2 separate regions of the Mus musculus genome follow, and region 1 is linked to region 2. The links are chromatin contacts, called in public Hi-C maps. All regions are on one chromosome and are shown on one strand. Each heading gives the region's core, a stretch centred on a gene start, on an enhancer-like site or on the middle of the called end of the contact. The rest is flanking DNA. Distances are from core to core; before and after follow the strand shown. Region 1 overlaps Slc37a3 (solute carrier family 37 (glycerol-3-phosphate transporter), member 3). Region 2 overlaps Kdm7a (lysine (K)-specific demethylase 7A).

Region 1 (5,534 bases), core at 1,864-4,363, 180 kb after region 2:
AGGCCACGTGCTGGGATGGAAAAACACTACGTGTGTGCCTCTCTCCTATCTCTTTGCAACCCTAGCCAACACAGTCATCTTCTCTGGGCTCTCAGCTGCAAGCCTCAGAACCACAAAGCCTGTGGTGCAGACAAACAGTAAATGGGACAGTGGTTTTCTAAAAACTTATTCTAGGAGTAGAAGTCTTTTGTCTGTGTCTTAAGGTTTCTATTGCTATGATAAAACACCATGACCACAAACAAACTGGTGAGGAAAAGGCTAATTTAGCTTACCCGACCTGATCATAGTCCATCATAAAGCAGGTACCTGGAGGCAGGGACTGGAGCAGAGGCCATAGAGGAGTGCAGCTTACTGGCTTGGTCCCCATGACGTGCTCAGCCTTCTCTCTTTTATAATCCAGGACCGCCTGCCCATGTATACATATATGGACATTCTGACGGGGGCTTTCTCTCAATTAAGATTCTATCTTCCCAAATATGTCTAGGTTTGTGTCAAGTTGCCCAAAAATCATTAGCCCAATGAGGCCAGAAGAGGGCACTGGATTCCCTGAAACTACCCCTGTGTAGATTTTTGCTTCTAAAATGCCATTAGTAACATGTAACTAAAGATAAATGCTAGGTTTAACATTAGCACATGCATACCCAGGTAAGGTCTTTGGACCATCTATGTCTACACTAACACTAGTTCTTCACATTTAATCTGATTTACTTAAGATACGTGCTGAAACGAGTTATCTATCTTGCCAGAAATGCTTCAGGAACTACAGTAAGGAAAGAAAGAAAGATTGGGTGGGAGGTAAGTAAGATAGTATCCGAAAGTTCAAAGGGGCAATGTGGGAAGGCGGATCCAATCTGGAAGTCAGTGTACCAGCTAAACAGCTGCTTGTCCTTGGCCATGGTGCCCACTCTCACCTAATTGAGGAAATGCAGGAAGCATTTCCAGAATTATTGTACCAGAAGATACCATCAGGCAGTAAAGCCAGTGGGCCTGGCAGACAGTGTCTAAGATAAGGGCCCTGAAAGGCCCCAACAGGGTAGGCCCATCACCTGAGGCAGAGAAGACAGGGTAGGGGCGTTCAAGAGGAAGACTGTGAAGGGCTGGGGAGGAGACAGCCCAGAAAAAAACAGGCTCCAAAGAGGTTGCTGAGCACTGCTGTGTCCAAGGCTTCCTGCTGCTAGGTAATCTGAGAGCTGAGGACCGGACACTAGTGTGGAGCCATGCAGCCTGACAATGTAGGCAGCCACTGCAGGAGAACTATTGTGAGCAGTGCAGGGACCATCTGCAAGGTTCAGGAACCATGCATGGCCTGCTCCACCTGGCCTTGGCCCTGGAAGAAGAGGGCCGTACTGTCCCAGGGGCCATAGATACCAAGTATACAAGTAAGATGGATTTGACTCTCAGCGTAAGTAAAGGTGGTGGGAGGCTTACAGCACTGGTTCCACGGGGGTTCTTCAATAAATGCTGCTGGAAAACTCAGAAGGAAACTGAAAACTGAAAGAGCTGGGAGCAAAACGAGTTGTTAGAGGGAAGAATGAATTAGGACAAGAAGGAAGGGATGCGTACAGCCATCACAGCACGATGTGAACTAACAGTCCAATTCTGTATGAGCAAGGAAAGCAATGTCAGCCTGTGGTCTGCACACAGCCATGCACGTACACACATGCGTGTGCGCGCGCACACACACACACGCTCACATAAGCACACATACACACTCTCACATAAACACACATACACACATGCATACATACACACATGCAGATAAATACACACACATGCATATAAACACAAACACATGCACACACACATTCAGACACATACACACATGCATATAAACATACATACACACACACATGTGCAAATACACATGAACCTAGGAGCTGCGGTCACTAAATGTACAAATGAGCATAATATACCCACACAAACCCAAAGATTAAAAAGAAACGTAATGGACCATATAGAGACTGCCACACCCGGGGATCCATCCCATAATCAGCCCCCAAACGCTGACACCATTGCATACACCAGCAAGATTTTGCTGAAAGGACCCTGATATAGCTGTCTCTTGTGAGGCTATGCCGGTGCCTAGCAAACACAGAAGTGGATGCTCACAGTCAGCTATTGGATGGATCACAGGGCCCCCAATGGAGGAGCTAGAGAAAGTACCCAAGGAGCTAAATAGGTCTGCAACCCTATAAGTGGAACAACAATATGAACTAACCAGTACCCCCAGAGCTCATGTCTCTAGCTGCATATGTAGCAGAAGATGGCCTAGTCGGCCATCATTGGGAAAAGAGGCCCCTTGGTCTTGCAAACTTTATATGCCTCAGTACAGGGGAATGCCAGGGCCAAGAAGTGGGAGTGGGTGGGTAGGGGAGTGGAGGGGAAGGGTACAGGGGATTTTTGGGATAGTATTTGAAATGTAAATGAAGAAAATACCTAATTAAAAATAATATCTAGAGTGGTCTTTAAGCAGAGGAAAAAAAAAAACAAAACAAGAACTAAATCAATAAACAAGAACAGACATACCAAAAAAAAAAAAAAAAAAAAAAGAAAGAAAGAAACGTAAATACTCTATAACAATGTTAAGAAGGCTTTTTTTAAAAAAGACCTGCGCTAGAGAGATGGCTCAGTAGTTAAGAGCACTGCCTGCTCTTCCAGAGGTTCTGAGTTCAATTTCCAGCAACCACATGGTGGCTCACAACCACCTGTAATGAGATCTGATGCCCTTTTCTGGTGAAGACAGCAACAGTGTACTTATATATAATAAATACATCTTTTTTAAAAATTTTTTAAAAAGTCCTGGGAAAAGGTATTCACCAGTGTCAAATACAAGAAAAAGATTTTAAAAACCAAACAGTAAGGCCATGGTGGTGCATGCCTTTAATCCCAGCACTCAGGAGGCAGAGGTAGCCAGATCTCTGAGTTCAAGCCTAGCCTGGACTACAGAGTAAGTTCCAAGACAGCCAGGGCTACATAGAGAAACCCTGCCTCAAGTGGAAAAATAAAAAGAAATAAGGGGTGGGGCTCCCAAACTCAAGCTACACAAGCTGTTCCTGTGGGTGGTAAGAGGATATGATGTCCTCTTTGGTAAAAGGAGGCGCATGCTGCTGCTGATGTCACTGATGACTGAGGCAGAGTGGCAGGCGCAGAGCAAGCCAGTCCTGGCAAACATGGTTACCTAGTTCAGCTGCTGAGGGGAAAGTTGCGGGTAGAGCCAGGAAGGCAACAGGAAAGAAAAACAGGATGTTAGTCAGAAAAACTAGTCAGTACAAGTGAAGGTTTTTGCAGCTAGGCGTGGTGGCTCGTATGTGTCACCCCACACTCAAGAGGCAAAGGCAGAAGGGTCATCGTTAATTCCACACCACCCAGGGTTACCAGGAGAGCACCCGTTTAGCAAGCACAGAGGCCCTGGGTACCAGCTGCAGCACCAGGAAGATGACTCGCCACGCTCTGGTCCTTCAACCTAGCTGTCAAGAAGGGGTTTTCTTTCTTTTCCTAAGTTCTGATTTAAGGAATATGTAACTACTATTGTTAAATTCCAGGACAGACACACTTAAGGGCAAAATGTTTCCCATCCAGTCATTCTTTATTTCAGTGTGTGAAAGCCTCCTACGATTTTCCCCCAAATTAATTTTTAATCCATTTTCAAACCAGCCTTTACTGTGGCCTTTTCTGCTATTTTTGATATATGTTAGCACGTGTGCATAGGTGTGTGGGTACATGATCACATGAAGACCAGGGGTCAACACTGGCTATCTTCCTCTATCACACCCCCTCCCCCTTTTAAGTAGTATCCATGTGTGTTTGTGTTTTGCCTAAGTGTACCGTGTGCATGTAGTACCTGTGAAGGTCAGAAGTGGGTGCTGTATCTCTTGACTCTGGAGGTATGCAGATGGTTGTGACTGTCATGTGGGTTCTGGGAACTGAATCTGGGTCCTCTGGGAGAGCAGCTAGTACTCTAAAGCCACAGAGCCACCTCTCCAGCCCGTCACTGTCTTCTGAGACAGGCTCTCTTCCTGAACCTCAGCACTCTAGCTCAGCCAGACCTGTTTCCAATGTCTCCTGAGCACTGGAACTGTGTGCCGCTGCACCCAGATGTGTACACGGGGACTGAGAGTCCAAACTCAGGTATTCATGCTTTCAAAGCAAGCACTTCACCCACCCAGCCAGCTCGCCAGCTCTGACCCTTCCTTCCAGGCAAACATTTAATAAGAAAATGAGGCAAATGCCTAGGCGTTTGTTAAAGCCACTTCCTTCCCAGGTGGGCAGAAGTAGATGGAGAACGTACTCAGATTCAGAGAGAAAAACATCGTTTCATCCTGTTCTGAGTGTTTACAGCTCCATTTCAGGCAGAGCCTGGAGAGCCACGGAGAAGGGGGTAGGTGCTCAAGACTAACCTGGAAAAGGCGGCACGGGCTGATATGAGAACATGAAGATGAACCCACTGAGGAGGACGAACCTCTGAGCCACATGCGACAGAGGCTTCATCTGCAGGCACCACTGAGCAGTCTGCCTCAGAGGGAGAGAGGGGGTGCTCCCTCTAATGGGAATGAGGCCCCCCAGGACCTAGGGCAGGGGAGCAGCTCCACCTGGCAAGGCTGTGGGCTGTCTGCTTCCAGTGACAAGTGCTGGGGAACTCAAGGCACCGCTGTACTTAACTGTGGGGCTGGGCTGGGAGTGCAGGGCATTGGGAGACACACTGGGCATGTGCAGGACCCAGAGTCCACCCCAGCACCACACAGAAAGGGAAAGTGAGAGGCAATGTCAAGCTTAAGCAGGGACTAAGTAACCAAACAACCGCTGGACGTTTATTACAAAAGCGGGGGTTTGTTTCCCCTACCTTCCTATGTTTTGTGTTTTCCCTTTATGTCAGTGACTGAACAGGAAAATGGTCAGAAATCTGTAGTATTCCTGCAAGTTCATCAATACATACCTTGGAGCATAAAGCAAGAGGTGGAAGAATATTTCCTAACCCAACGTGAATTAGGTATCCCTCAAAATTGTACATTTTCCTCCTAGTTTACATAATTTAAAATGTATGTACAGAATGACCTTAAAGTATTGATTCTTATAGAATTCATAGTCTTGAAGACATACACACTACAATCTTCTAAAGGGCAGGCCTCAGGCCCTAACAATCCACTAACATGATTCAATACATACACTTCATACCCCCAGAACAAAGAGCCTTTGTCTTTCCATCTTCTGCTGAGGGAACTTCAGGAACCTGGCTGCGGCTGTGACAGAGACCAATCTTCCAACAATAAGGCTACATAGAACAGCTTCTCAGAGGGTCTTGTCGTTCCCAGACTGTGAACGTGGGTTTGAAAGCTCCATACTGGAATGTCTGAAATATAATAGTCCACAAACAGAAGACTGCTCCTAGGAGTCAGTCAAATGTGAATGAAGTCGGAGGAGAACAAGCCAACAGCCATTCTAGAGAGGACGAGAACTTCCAGAAGCCACAGAGTGACCCAGCCATCGCACAGTGTGATCTTTCCACCTTGGTAAAGGTGTGTTTCGTCCACCGCAGG
Region 2 (5,740 bases), core at 1,379-3,878:
ATTTCATGTTTCTTTTCATCACCTGAACTTTCAGAATCTTCAGTGGCAAAGTTAATTTTCTGAAATAATAAATAGAAACAAAGCTAAAAAGAAACTAAGGCTGTACACACTAACCAGTTTATCTGCTTACAAGCTGGAGTCTTAATATTTCATATCAAAATTTGAAAATCTCTAGCAATAGTAACCTACTACCTGGATACAAAGCACACAGTTACAGACTTAAAGGTAAAACACAGCTGTCAGAAACATAAGCAGCAGTATTTCTCCCTCCACCCTTACCACAGCCACACAGAAATGCGTGGAACATGACCGTCACTGGATGGTGTGCACACACAGAGCACAGACAAGCTCTGGGAAAGCTGTCATCCACATTCCTCCTCCAGATGAGACCACACGGGTGGTCCTCACCCCACCCATGACACGTACCAGTGCAGTGCAGTCGGGTCCAGAGTCTTCTGAATCAGAACCATCAGAATATTCTGACGGTCTACTCCTGAGTTCCGATCTCACACTTGTAAAGATTCCTGGTGAAGACGAGAGGGATAAGAAACAGTCATGGCCTCTAAAGTATACCCAGTTTCAAGACAACTTTCAAGCTCCACACCTCTCTTTCCTTACTGATTTTAGTTTCCCATTTTTTTCTAATTGACCAAGATACAAGCTGACTGATGTATGTCCTTAGAATATTTGTGGTATTTTTCTTTCCAGAAAAAAAAAACAAAAAAATTGTTTTAACTAAAATGACTACAAATTGCTTCTGACTTTCCCTTTTCCTTGGTTTTCTCACTAGAAAGAAAAAAAAAAAAGGCAACTTTCAAACCTCAAGAGCATTTATGGACGGACCATGGTTTCAAGCAGTTTATTACCTGGGCTCTTATCTGCCTTTCTCTTCTGCAAGCACCACTGCATAGCAACTCTTCTATCAGCTCTCAGTGATACACTGCCTTGCCCTGACATAATAACTACCAACTACAGAGGACCAGATTTACTGGGAATTAGTGGAAACTAAGAAATTAAAAATGAATTCGGTAATATTCATTATGCAGAATCCTTTCATCACAAAGATAAAATATTGATTTTAATTATGTTTTAAATGGAAAGCTATATACTGTTCTTTCTTCCTAAAACTGTTTAAGTTCACTTTATTCAAAGAGCAAAGACTTCAAGGAGAAGGTGATACTACTACAGTGTTTGATAGTCCTATTATTACTTTATTTGTCAATAACCAATCAATGCACCAGTAGAAGCCTCCTATCAACAGGTATCAAATAACATCACACTACCTCGATTCCCACTAGATACAGATCAGCCAACCAGATGTCTCTTAATTATGAGAATGAAAGACATGCTACCACATGTGAAGTTAAGTTAAACTTGAAACTCATTTGGGACAGTAGAGGCCATAAAGCATTATGAGCTTTTAAAAGACTTTAAAAACAGTGAATCTATCTAAGGCTTGCAACTCTCACATATCCATATACTGGTAATCTATCCCTAGCTACTATACTTGACACTCACATTCAGCACCTTGCAGATTAGTGAACTACTCAAAACATACTTCAGATTTTCCAACAGTATTATAAAATGCAAACATTTTCAATCCTACAACAAACTCAAATACCAGCAAGTTACCTACTGCATATAGCACAAGGAGGGACACATACTGTTGAGTGGTTTGGGAGAGCCTTGACTTTCGGCCTCCTCTCTTCCTGAGCTCTGTTCTGTCTTCATGTTTGCATTCTGTGTTGGCTTCTTGTCCTCTTCATTTTCACTATCTGCTGTATAAAGACTTCGATCTGCAAACAGCTGTCTCTCATCTCTGTGCCACATAGGAAAAATAACTGCATCAAAAGTAGAGCATGCTCTGTAGTCCCTTCCCCTCCATTTAGACGTAGCAGAGGATTGAGACCCTTTCCTCTAATACAATTGTCTATGCGATAATGTTGGCATTATATGGACAAAAGGGGATCCACCAAAAATTAATCTGATACTTTGATATATTTACATACTTAATTATTCTTCCATTTGTCAGCAGTAATCGTAGATCATTATCTTTCGCTCTCCACTCAGGTACTGTGGAAGATGGCTGGAGATGTTTGTTGAATTTTCCATTCAGTTTAGAGCTCAGTAGGTCCTTAAAATACAAAGCAGAACTGATTTAATCTCCACCTTCAGGTAGGCCTACTCAACTAAAAAGGAGTGTTTACTATCCCTTCTTCCATGGTCCTGCCTGCCTTGTAAAGGGATGGGTAGCCATCCAGGGATTGGAGATATCTCAGTGTCCCATAATCCAGAGCTCCTCATTCCAACACATACAAAATGGTTCATCTTTCAGCAAGGCAATTTAGCAATAAAACATATTTTCTAATATAAAATGCAAAATCTGCATAAAGCAAATCCAAACACAGGCCCTTTTTGTGGATACTAAAGGGTTAGAGTCATACAGCTTTAGGCATTTTCATGTTCCTTGGCTGCTTCTACTTAATAAAGTATAGAAAGACCTTCCCACTCACCGTAACCTTGACCTCATCCTTCCCACCAAGATTGCATTCACACAACCACTACTAGGCCCAAGAGCCACAGCAAACAAAAAGAGATAATAGGAGCTGGTTTTTTAATGTATAAAAAATTACTTCCTCTTTGAGATCTTTCATAATAAGTTCCCAAAATAACTATATGTGTTAAGTAGATTCAGAACCATTTAATCTTAAAACAACATAATATCAAATATAAAATTATGTAAGGGTGTAATGACTAACGTTTAGTATTTTAACTCAGCAACATCTCTATTGTATTTTCAATTAACTGTCAACCCTATGCTTATGATGTAAAATTATGGATGAGCAAATCCTATCACAAACTCAGTAGCATGGTTTATAAAGGTATCACTACTCCGCACTCTCCTGCTCTGTCCAGTATACCAGAACTTCTCCAACCTAAACATATTTATTCTAAAAGTCTCCCATTCTGATTGTCCGAATGGTTGCTGTTGACTCAAGGACAGGCTTTCTGTATTTATCTTCCTTGGCTAGCAATACTGTGTGTTTATTTGACACCTTCTGTTAGGTCAAACATCAACCCCTAAAAGGTATTATGAGCACTTCAGCAAAGCAATCAACCACTACTGTTTGGGGTTCCCTCAAAACACTCAGCATTGGAAACATATATTTTGTTGCTCCTGTTTGTTAGAGAAAGGGTCTCACCGTTGTAGCCCAAGCTGGCCTTACCTCTCGCCCTGCCTCCCAAAGTGGGACTGCGGTGTCCTCACTTGGGTCCTTCAGCTTGCTGACCTGTGTAAGGTCTGTGGACTGTGTCTTGGGTATTCTGGTTTCTGTTTCTGTTTTTGTTTGGGCTAATATCTACTTATTAGTGAGTACATACCATGCATGTCCTTTTGGGTCTGAGTTACCTCCCAAGTGCTAAGATTACAGGCATGTACCATAATGCCCATCTTGAAATGCTACTATTTTAATATATGTCCTATCTTCCAACTTAAAACTTTGACAAAATGCTACATGAGGGCACGACTCAACTTTGCTTGCTCTAGCATCTTCTTCAGAGTTCAGAAGAGCACATGATTAGTTGGATAAACTTATTAATTTAATTAATTTAATCCTAAACATGTCAGCAATTAATGAAATCTAGGCTCCTTAGTACCACACTGTTGGCTAAAAAGACTTCATGGTCTCCACAGACAAAACAGTATCTATGACTCTACAGTAGAAACCAGCTGTACTGTTACATGTACTGAGTGTATGTACACAAACACACACACATACATACATATACACACACACACACACACACACACATACATATATATATATATACACACACACACATACATACACATATATATACACACACACATACATACATATACACACACACATATATATACACACACACACACACATACATACATACATACACACACACACACACACACACACACACACTACACACATATATATACTTGCCTCCTCCCATGGACACATCTCTAATCTTTTGAGGACTTCCCTTGTATGGAGCTCAAGAATGTCAAGGTTAGAAGGAGTTCGGACATTATGATCTCGAAGTTTCCTCATCTTTCTCCGGGAATGATATGGTGGAGATGCCTCATTTGAAGGCCGTGAAACTGGACACACAGAAGGAATTCCCTGAGATTTAACTGGTTTGCCATTTTCCTCCTAGAAGAATCAAATTCAGAGCTTGTTTTATGAAAAGGCTCTTATACATATACTTGACTAAACAATCAACCATAAAAATACTTTAAAAAACAAAGCACATTCTTAAGGCAACGTCAAAGCCTCGGCTTTCTGGAGGCCTTTATTCCCCTCTCGTCCACACACTTTGTGAACAGTAAGTACATTTCCTTGTTTTATTTGGGGAGGATTTTGTGGGGGCGTCTGGAGGGGACTTGCCTTAGCTTCCATGAACTAGGATTACAAGCATGCACCACCACACTGAGCTGCCATCTTAGATCTACGATATTACGTTGAAGTTGACATTTTCAGAAATGATACTCCTGTTTACTCAACGATTAATTTTGAGTTTATTCTGTTTTGGTTTTACTGTGCACGAGACACATATATATGCACATATAGTTACAGATAATATTCTATATGTTTTATAAACATATGTTTATATATTTTATATTTGATAACTTTTTGATAGGAAACCCATTTACATGCCGTTATTTTTACTACCTCTGAAAATCACTAACTGTTGTACCCAAGGATAGTGAAGCTGGCACTGCGGCATCAAGGGCTGGAGATGTAGCTCAGAGGTAGAGTACATGCTTGACAAGCACAAGGCCCTGGGTTCAGTCCCCGCACCAAGGAACAAAAGGAGATGACTGATGTTTTTTGCAGATGTATAATGCCTTCCATTCTTGACACTGGTTGTAAGCCAACCTGTAACTGCTGAACTATGTCTGCAGCTCCTCCCATTCTACAAACATAGTCCTAATGTAAGATGTTAAATTACACGATGGCTTTCAATGAATTTCCTCTTATTTCAGACTACACACTAATCAAGCTACTTTCCTGAAGAACTACTGCAATGAAAACCCTTTTTTTTTTTTTTTTCAATACTGACAAAGCTCATATATTTTTATGGGCTTTTATCAAAGTCATTAGCCCCTCAGTTGTTCCAGCATTTTTGGCAAAGAGATTCCCTAATTATTATTTCCAAGCCAGCTTCACACAATCACTGTTTTATCCCTTCCTCTAAATACTTCCTAGACATTCATCTCTAGGTAACTGAAACTAAAGAGAACGAAGCACTATAACTTTTGTTGGAACTTTTGTAGGAACTTAAAAGAATTTACAGTAACTGGAACTGCCTCTGTTGTTTTATAACAACACACTACTCTAAATTTCTCTATAAGACATCAGACACCTAAAATCTGTAAAGCTAACTTGGCGCTGTTCTACTTCACACGTGTCAGTGGTTAAATATTCATAGCACAGTGGCAGATCTATTGGTTCTCAAGACAGATAGCAAGCAGACACAGATCACTGCTATTCTTACCTCTATTGCTCGAATTACTTTAGAAAGTTCCTTAATAAGATGCCCAGGTCTAACATTGTCTGGAATCTCAAAGGCATGTTCAGATACAAGCTGTATTTGAAGTAATAAAGAAAACCAAAGTCAATTAAATATACAAAGCCCAATCTACTTTATAAAGTTCTATGTATTTTAAAGACACTACCAGATAATATGAATTGATTCTCAA

What was found. Hi-C and Micro-C count contacts between places; a contact is called where the count stands out from the background.
Region 1: a contact with region 2 is called in a Hi-C map of bone marrow-derived macrophages, with 30 read pairs. The contact joins two enhancer-like sites. A contact is called at or near these places in 4 of 15 datasets of contacts at CTCF or cohesin (the NIH/3T3 cell line, embryonic stem cells and stem cell-derived epiblast-like cells), 67 of 484 Hi-C or Micro-C datasets (the 3T3-L1 cell line, 3T3-L1-derived adipocytes, the C2C12 cell line and 40 more), 8 of 115 datasets of contacts at active chromatin or transcription factors (CD8 T cells, PVALB interneurons, astrocytes and 3 more) and 4 of 9 other capture datasets (adipose tissue, embryonic stem cells, liver and 1 more).

Annotation. Positions count from the first base shown.
Region 1 is chr6:39,331,203-39,336,736 of GRCm38.p6, forward strand. It overlaps Slc37a3 (solute carrier family 37 (glycerol-3-phosphate transporter), member 3), which reads right to left. Exons shown (of 15, transcript NM_028123.3): 15 at 3,568-5,534. Among named protein-coding and RNA genes, the nearest start is that of Gm26008, 34 kb to the left of the region's middle. Within about 2 kb of position 3,114, at least 82 of the 459 cell types and tissues checked have an H3K27ac peak or open chromatin away from gene starts, as enhancers often do. A contact at or near this core is called in bone marrow-derived macrophages, where this site is marked.
Region 2 is chr6:39,147,278-39,153,017 of GRCm38.p6, forward strand. It overlaps Kdm7a (lysine (K)-specific demethylase 7A), which reads right to left. Exons shown (of 20, transcript NM_001033430.4): 11 at 5,536-5,625; 12 at 3,981-4,190; 13 at 2,010-2,134; 14 at 1,665-1,819; 15 at 427-524; 16 at 1-59. 4930599N23Rik (RIKEN cDNA 4930599N23 gene) reads left to right here. Exons shown (of 4, transcript NR_045813.1): 4 at 791-1,035. Among named protein-coding and RNA genes, the nearest start is that of 4930599N23Rik, 32 kb to the left of the region's middle. Within about 2 kb of position 2,629, at least 1 of the 459 cell types and tissues checked has an H3K27ac peak or open chromatin away from gene starts, as enhancers often do. A contact at or near this core is called in bone marrow-derived macrophages, where this site is marked.